Regions from separate parts of the Callithrix jacchus genome. Here all the other regions are linked to region 3. A link is a contact called in public Hi-C data. All regions are on one chromosome and are shown on one strand. The core of a region is the stretch at or near the end of the contact, and the rest is flanking DNA. Distances in the headings are between cores, read along the strand shown. Region 1 holds the start of KBTBD2 (kelch repeat and BTB domain containing 2). Region 2 holds the start of LOC144578307. Region 3 holds the start of AVL9 (AVL9 cell migration associated).

The links. A called contact is a pair of places that touch in the nucleus more often than the background predicts.
Region 1: a Hi-C map of skeletal muscle shows a contact between it and region 3, with 4 times the contacts expected there. The contact joins the promoter of KBTBD2 here to the promoter of AVL9 in region 3. A contact is called at or near these places in 2 of 3 Hi-C or Micro-C datasets (both in skeletal muscle).
Region 2: a contact with region 3 is called in a Hi-C map of skeletal muscle, with 6 times the contacts expected there. The contact joins the promoter of LOC144578307 here to the promoter of AVL9 in region 3.

Annotation. Positions count from the first base shown.
Region 1 is chr11:1,771,552-1,774,485 of calJac240_pri, reverse strand. KBTBD2 (kelch repeat and BTB domain containing 2) reads left to right here and starts at 1,566. Exons shown (of 3, transcript XM_035253123.3): 1 at 1,566-2,070. The coding sequence starts at 1,901. It overlaps LOC144578307, which reads left to right. Exons shown (of 5, transcript XM_078342141.1): 5 at 1,567-2,062. The coding sequence ends at 1,634.
Region 2 is chr11:1,849,884-1,852,791 of calJac240_pri, reverse strand. LOC144578307 reads left to right here and starts at 1,280. Exons shown (of 5, transcript XM_078342141.1): 1 at 1,280-1,313; 2 at 1,952-2,441. The coding sequence starts at 1,280.
Region 3 is chr11:1,621,933-1,624,923 of calJac240_pri, reverse strand. AVL9 (AVL9 cell migration associated) reads right to left here and starts at 1,429. Exons shown (of 15, transcript XM_035253122.3): 1 at 1,154-1,429. The coding sequence starts at 1,246.

The DNA of each region.
Region 1 (2,934 bases), core at 317-2,816, 150 kb before region 3:
ACTTACTCCTCTGTGTAAGAATGCTTGTTTTTCCATACCCTCAGCAACACTGTGCCTTGCTGCATTATTTATGTGTGGAAATAGCCAGTGATTGTAAGCATTATTTGCCTTAGAGGTTGGGTAGTAGAACTCAGATTTATAGTATAACCTTCAGTTCTGGAAGAGCAAAGTTATTACCTTAAATGAAAAATGTCTCCCTTTGTCTTTGCACCTGTTTTAGTTACTTCGACAGTTAACTTGGCTGTAAACATGACTGTATATCATCAGCAGTTACTGTAATAGTATAGTTTGGCAGGAAGTAGCTGTGATACCGTCTTTGACATAATGGTATTTTGTGACAAAAAGTATTAGTGATTCTAATGATGGAGTCATTTCTCATTATGGTAACTAAGGGTCATCCTAATAAGAGAGTTGGTGAAAAAAGAAGTGGTAGTTTTTATATTTAGCATATTGGTAGCATTCTATTTGGGATTTTCCTCTTTTCCGGATTTGTAATTCCTTTGCCATATGTTGTAAATACTGAGTTCCAAGTAAATTTTTGCTCAGCTGGAATTTTATTTTTTTGGGTAAATGATAGGCAGCATGACTAAAGCCTGAGTTTTGTTTTTATTCCCCCTTTAGCAGTTGGCCACATCCAACATTATTTGTTTGAAATAAGCCGTTCTTCCTAATTTGAAATGCCATATTTACTTTCATCCTATCTAATTTCTTAGATACGATGAAGATAAATGCCTCGTTCGGTTAATGGGAGTTTTATAATACACTTTATATTTTCATAAAAATCTTGAAAAACTTGCCCCTTTTCTCCTCAAATACCTTGGCAACTTTTGTGCATTCTTCCAGATAAATCCCTTGGAAATAGGATTTAGATTGGATTTGTGCTAAACTTACATATTAATTTGGAGAACATTCATATTTGTGTAATATGGAGTTTTCTGGGTAGGAACACTTTTTTTTTTAAGTAAAATTATATGCTCTTATTCATAAAGATTCCTAGGAAAGAACCACTCTACAAAGAGGTAAATTGCATACACTTCTCTTATAGAATTTAATGGCAAATTTGAAAATATATAGCTTATACTTTGAAAATAAACAATTTGAATGTATTTGCCATATAGTTTAAGTAATTTCAATTAAATATGAAGACTTTGTGAAAATATTTAAAAATATATCCAGAGAATGAGAACCGCTGTGTAAGAGAGCAGGGTTTTTTTTTTTTTCTTACATATTATGATCATTTATTGTTACCAAACAAATAACTAGGAGAGCTGGCTTTGGTAATTTATTTTGAAAGAATACTTATTCACGTGTTTGTTATTTTCTACAACATGTATATTTTGTATAGAAGGCGAAAGTTAACTTGAAATTACAACTGGTAATTTTCTTCTGTTTTTCAGTTTTAAATGTAGTAGACTTAAGAATCTTCATTTTTGTCATGTTTCACTTTTATGATGTCTAAAGTTGAACTTCAAAAAATATGATTTCTATTTAAGGCTGCCATTTTAAAGATTGTATTCTAAAACTGTGCTGGCCTAGATATTACAACTGAACTTTTTTTCTTTTTAGTTACTCTGCAGGATCCACTGAACATAGGATGTTGCCACAAAGTCTACCTCGTGTATTTTTCTCTTTGACTCATGAGCTGTGCAATTGCAGATTGAGCACAATGTCTGCAGACTGTGTTGAAACACTCTGAAGAACCTATGAACACAGGATGACCTAGGAGTGATTCTAAGTCTATAACAAGATACTCCTCACTAGTGAATGTGTCAGTCTTAGTGCTGAATGCTGCAGATAACAGCAAGTAGTTTCTCCTTTATTTCTGAAGTGTTCACTTGACCTTCCATCAGTAAGACGGACTTTTCTAATCTGGCCTGGGAGATATTAATGGAATACAGTCATGTCCACTCAAGACGAGAGGCAGATTAATACTGAATATGCTGTGTCCTTGCTGGAACAGTTGAAACTGTTTTATGAGCAGCAGTTGTTCACTGACATCGTGTTGATCGTTGAGGGCACCGAATTCCCTTGTCATAAGATGGTTCTTGCAACCTGTAGCTCTTATTTCAGGTAAGTACTTTTAATGTTTTAAACAGAAATTCTTTGAAATATTATTTAATTTTTAAAAAAAGCCACATCTCAATGTTGTGCTTAAGTTTTCTATTCAGATGATGTAGTTCTTGCCAAATCTCATTCTTGCATGTGTAAGGGACATATGAAAGAAATTTTATAAAGGTTTAAATACAAGAAATGTGTTGCAATTAACTAAGGTGAAGTTTTAATGTTGGGAAGGCAGAAAGATTTAGAATATTTCTAAACAAAAATAAATGGGATAATTTACACTTTGAGATTCTAAAATGCTACCTTTAGAAAATAGTCATCTCTGTTTTTAAACTGACAAGTTATCATAGGGTCAAATAGTAGTTTTTAGAGGGTAAAAATTGGTGCTGTTAAACCTGCTAATACTTTTCTTTGGAAAATGTATTTTTCTCTTTGTTACTATTACCATTTGAGATAGTTCTTTTTACCAACTAGACTTCTTGCCAGGTTTAAATACTTAGTAACTAGTAACATTGTTGGTGTTCTCTCTTCCTCTGAACATAGTAGAAGTTAATTTAGCTCCTCATTGCTAATAACAAATGTGTAAAGCTTAACTTTACATTTCTATGATCTTTTGCATCTTTGTTGTACCTTTCCTGAGCAGAATAGAAGCCAAGGCATAGAAATTGCTTTATTTGTTCTTTGCTTTTAGGTTATTTTTGACTTAATATTGGAGAGAGGGAGAATAAACTGAATTAAATGTGGACCAGCATATTTCTATTACAAATACGAGCAGCCATAAGTAGCAGTCAGCAGTAAGTTTGGTTATGCTGTTCTTTAATGGCAGCTATAGATAGGACAGATTTCATTTGACCTTTCAAGGCTAACTTACTT
Region 2 (2,908 bases), core at 31-2,530, 230 kb before region 3:
AAACCCCGTCTCTACTAAAGATACAAAAAATTAGCTGGGCATGGTGGTGCGTGCCTATAATCCCAGCTACTCGGGAGGCTGAGGCAGGAGAATTGCCTGAACCCAGGAGGCGGAGGTTGCGGTGAGCCGAGATCGCACCATTGCACTCCAGCCTGGGTAACAAGAGCGAAAACTCCGTCTCTCTAAAAAAAAAAAAAAAAAAAAAAAAAAATACAAAAATTAGGCAGGTGTGGTGGCACACACCTGTAGTCCCAGCTACCTGGGAGGCTGAGGCGGGAGAATTGCTAAAACCTGAGAGGCGAGGTTACAGTGAACTGAGATCCCACCGCTGCACTCCAGGCTGAGCAACAGTGCTAGAGTCCGTCTCAGAAAAAAAGAAAGAACTGACAGTATCTAGGGGTGGAATTTCTGGGTCATATGAAACTCTACTGGTAACCTTCTGAGGAGCTGCCAAAATTCTGCCTTATAGTTTTGTAGGCTGAAAAAAAATAATCTGATGTCCAAGATGACCAGAGGAATAACACCTGTTCCCCTCTCCTAGCCAGTGGTCTCTCTCCTGAGTGCTGTGACTTAGTTGGGGAGAGGAATAAATACAAAAGAAAAAGAAATAAACAAGTCAAAGGACATAATTACAGGTGGGTTGATGTGGCTCCCTGTGATTTCTCTTATGGAGGTGTGCCCTAATTCACAGTGTTTCCGACACAGACAGAAGGTAGTGGCCATTTTTGAACTTTCTCTTTGTTCTGCTTTTTTGGTTTTGTATTTTACTTTTTCCTATTTACTTTTTTTTTTTTTTTTTTTTTAAGACTGACTTTCACTCTTGTTACCCAGGCTGGAGTGCAATGGCGCCATCTCAGCTCACCGCAACCTCTGCCTTCTGGGTTCAAGCGATTCTCCTGCCTCAGCCTCCCGAGTAGCTGGGATTACAGGCACGTGCCACCGTGCCCAGCTAATTTTTTGTATTTTAGTAGAGACGGGGTTTCACCATGTTGACCATGATGGTCTCGATCTCTTGACCTCGTGATCCACCCGCCTCAGCCTCCCAAAGTGCTGGGATTACAGGCTTAAGCCACCGCGCCCGGCCTACTATCAACTATTATATGATTATATAGAGAGGATTATATAAAGGGATTCTTCAAGCCCTAATTCTGAAAACTAATATATGATTATATAAAGTATTACATAAAAGGAAATAGCTGAGTAATAACACTATAAACTGAGATATGCTTCAAGCCCTAACTGTGCCAGGGTTCTGCTTAGGTCTCCTTTCTAGGTGCCTATGTCGGGGGTTACCCACAGCTGGTTTTACAAGTGTGAGCCACCGCGCCTAGTCCTAATGCAAAGATTCTCAACAAAATGGTAGGAAAACAAGTTGAACATCTTATTAACAAGGTAATACACTATGACCAAATGGAATGTATTCCTGGAATGCAAGGATGGTTCACACACACAAATCAATAAAGGTAATATGCCACATTAACCTATTTGCACCTGCTTGCTGCAAAACCAGAGGCCCAGGGAAGGGGTCCCTGTAGATTCCACATGAGTTTTAGGATTGGCTTTTCTCTTTCCGCAGAAAAAAAAAAGTCAGTGGGATTTTGCCAGGGATTGCATTGAATGTGGAGATCACCATAGGGGTGGTAACAACACTTAAGTTTAAGATTAAAAACATTTTTATTAAGGGTTTAGCTAATTGGTGTATAACAAATGCTGTGTATGGTAGCTTCTGTTTTCATCTCCAGAACCTATACTTTGCTGAATACAACATACAGTGACCATGTTTTAAGTATGGATCACAGGATCTGAAAAGGTGGAGAATTTATATGCTGAGTATTACTCTCTTCCAGAATTGGATGAATTCTGCTATTTGAGCAGCTCCTGTGTGTCTGGTCACTGGGGACATAGAAACAGGACTCGCACAGGACTCCTTGTCCCTGGCGGGAACCTCAAGGGGGCAGTCCCGGCCGGGGAGCTGGGTGTGGCCGGGCGGGAACCGGGAGGCTCCCACCCAGGGCCCCGCCTTGCCTCGGCTCCAGCCGCCAGGGGCGCTCCGGGCCCAGGGCAGCACGGGGGCTGGCGGCTGGGCTCAAGCTCCGTGCACCGATTCGGGGCCGGCCGCGGGGAGGCGGGGATCGGGCGACCGGAGGCCGGGACTTCGGCACCCTTCGGGGGAGTCGCGCAGAGAAAGCGCCCTCTTGGCCGCCACCAGAGCCGCGCCGCGGAGACGCCGGATCGGGAGCTGCAGCAGCGCCGGGAGCAGAAGCGGCGGCGGCTCAAGCACCTGGAGTCCTCGGGCGTCTGGAGCCTCTGAGCCGCCGTCCGCGGGGCGCCGTGGTGCGCGCTGGGCCGGGCCCTCCAACCCCGGGAGCAGCAGGGGGCGGACCCGTGAGGAGCCTGGTGCCTGCGATGGGACTTCAAGTCCTCACTGGGTGGGGAGCGAGGTAGGGAACCGCCCACCCTGGAAGGCGCCCTGGAGTCGGTGGCGCAGGTGGGCGGGGCCAGGCCCCGCGGGGAGGGTGGTGTAGGTGGGCGGGGCTCGGCCCCGGGAGGCGGTGGCGCAGTGGGCGGGGCTCGGCCCGGGGAGGCGGTGGCGCAGTGGGCGGGGCCAGGCCCCGGGGGGGGTGAGGGTGATGTAGGTGGGCGGGGCTCGGCCCGGGGGCGGTGGCGCAGGTGGGCGGGGCTCGGCCCGGGGAGGCGGTGGCGCAGTGGGCGGGGCTCGGCCCCGGGAGGCGGTGGCGCAGTGGGCGGGGCTCGGCCCGTGGAGGCGGTGGCGCAGGTGGGCGGGGCCAGGCCCCGGGGGGTGGGGGTGATGTAGGTGGGCGGGGCTCGGTCCGGGGAGGCGGTGGCGCAGGTGGGCGGGGCTCGGCCCGTGGAGGCGGCGGCGGCTGCTCTTCTCACCCCCGCTTTG
Region 3 (2,991 bases), core at 180-2,679:
GGGACTACAAGCGCGCTATCACATGCAGCTAATTTTTTTGTGGAGACAGGGTTTCCCTTTGTTACCCAGGCTGGTCTGGAACTCCTAGGCTCAACTGATCCTTTCGCGTCAGTCTCTAAAAGTGATGGCGTTACAGGTGTGAGGATATATTTCGAAAATTACGAAACTTAAAACACAAACACAATTTTTTCACTCCCATCAGTTTTCTGTTATTCCCTGGAGAACTTAATTTTTGCGAATAAGTCTTCTAAAATATTACGTTTCCTGTGGAATACAAGAAATTAAATGCTTCATTAGCTAGTGCTGGTAACTTTTTTTTTTTTTTACTAAAAAAAGCATTTCAATTAACTGTTCACTGGCACATTATGACATCATTCCCTTCCAGTGTTTGCTTGCTCATTAAATAATCCTGTTTCTATTTTATTCTATTGCCTTCAATACATAAATTGCAAATATTCCATTTCAGATGCTGGATTAAAGATTCAGTGAGGCTGCTGAAAAACGTCTTTATATTTGAACGGTTTGGTCGGTAATACGCCTTCTCTTACTGCAATTGATCTGGAGAGATCAATCTCTCACCAAAAGGCGACTGCAATTCATCTGGAGAAGATGAAATCGCAAAACTGAGGCCCAACGGGAAGGTGGAGGGAAGGTCAGTCCACAGCCGTGGCTACCGGCACAGATCCCAGGGCTTCCATCAGATAAACAAAGGAAGCCGATCTCCGCACGGAGCCTGCATGTGCTTCAAGCTACCTGAGGCATTAGTGCGCGAGCCCCCTGAGCCTAACGCCTTGAAAGCAGAGCCCAAGCACGGACTCTTTCTAGACTCCCATACAGAATATGTGGGAATATACACGCTACACGGACCCCCAGAAAGCCAGCGGAGACGACGGACCGGGAAGGGTGTGGGCCCGTCTTGCACTCCTTCCTCCTACACCAAGGCAGAAGTTAGAAACCTACACCCTACACGTAGCAACTCGCTCCTTCGCTGCTCACACGCGTTTTTCAGGGGCTGCGGGGGCCGGGCGTCAGGTGGAGCAGGTGGGAGGAGCGAGGCGAAGGGTCGCCTCCGGTGGGGAGCACTGCACCACGCGAGCTGAGCACACGGAAGCAGGGCAGGGGGCGCCGAGAGGGGTGGGGGGCCCTTCCTCACCTGGCAGCCCTTCTTGTGGTGAAAGCCGACCACCACGATGTGCAGCACGGGCCCCCGGGGGGCGCCATCCCCGCCTCGCCCGGTCTTCTCCATGGGCGGCTGCAGCGGTTCCGCACGATGACTTCGACCGCCAAGGGCAGCGGGTGGGACGACCCCACCGTGTGCGGAGAGCCGCGGACTCCGGGTGTCAGCGAAGGTAGCACATGAGGGCTGCGCAGGGAGCCGGGAGGAAGCTGAGCAGCTCCCACCGCCCCCTGGGCTGCGGCCGCCCTTCCCACATCCGCTTTCGCAGCTTCCGGATTGTCACGTGACGCGGCGGCCGCAGGGGGCGGGGCGGGGCGGGGCGGGGCCTGGAGGGATTTGACGGGGCGGGGCCTGGAGGGATTTGACGGGGCGGGGTCTGAGGGGCCGAAGTGGTGCCTGGGACAGCGGGGTGGGGCTAGTAGAGGAGCGATCGACCGGACGGGGATGGGACAGGGACTGGACGGGGACGGGGCGGGGCAGGGCCGGGTGGGGCCTGACCCGGAGGGGCGGGCTGGGGCTTACAGGACCCGGGCAGCTGGGCTGCAGAGACTCTGGTGTCCGCGGGACGTGAAGGTGCCGCCTGGCACACCTGCTTTTTCCTCCCTGGGTTCAGCCTCGAAGCACTTCCTTCTGACCCTCTCTTTTTCCTCCTTGAAGTTTTCCCCCTTCCCTCTTCCTTTCTGCTTTCCTTCGGTTTTCACATCTTCTTGGTTCACTCTCCGAGTGCCCGGTTCTGTGACTTCTTGCCTTCGTCTTCGTGGCCTGGGGGATCTCCATTCTTACTCTGAAATACATGCTAACATGTAGGCCTCCTGGTGAGCCGGCGTGTCTGTGTATTCAGCCTTTAAATTACTTGCTTCCCTTAGAATTCTTGTTCGTTCTAGAGTTCTTTTCCCCTCATTTAAATATTATGTGTAGGAATCTGAGACGCATTTAAAACCTGAAATATCCTTGACAATAAAGGACGTTTACTTGGATGCCTGTAAAGTGATTATTCTAGTCCTGCGATTTTAAAAGAATGTTGTTTTCATTCATCGCTTTTGGATTTAGTACTCTGGTCTGTACAAAATGTACGGGCCCTGTTGTCACCAGGGTTTTATAATTCCTTTACTGATTGTACTACAATTGTTTTTTTAAAAGTCGTGCATCATGTCAACTTAAAGTAAATAATGCAAATACTAGCAGATTTAACAAGTCTTATCTAGGGCAATTTTCTTTTTCTTTCTTTTTCTTTTCTTTTGAGACGCAGTTTTGCTCTTGTTTACCCAGGCTGGCATGCAATGGCGCGATCTCGGCTCACCGCAACCTCCGCCTCCTGGGTTCAGGCAATTCTCCTGCCTCAGCCTCCTGAGTAGCTGGGATTACAGGCACGCGCCACCGTGCCCAGCTAATTTTTTGTATTTTTAATAGAGACGGGGTTTCACTATGTTGACCAGGATGGTCTCGATCTCTTGACCTCGTGATCCACTCGCCTTGGCCTCCCAAAGTGCTGGGATTACAGGCGTGAGCCACCGCGCCTGGCCCCATCTAGGGCAATTTTCGAATAACCTACAGGATAGTTGTCTGCTTCAAATAGAATTTAAGATTACTGCAGTAACTGGCAGTTAGTTACAATTACTAGCTGCACATTCCTTACTTTAAACAACCTTAACATTTGATATTTTACACTTCTAGTCTTGAAAACTAAGGAGCTCCGCTCTAATCTAAGCATAGCTGAGAAAAACAGTAGGCTTCCTAAATCAAAGTTAGTTTCTATGATTCAGTGGAACTGTTTTAATGTTAATACTGTAGACATTTTTCAAGATGTTGCTATA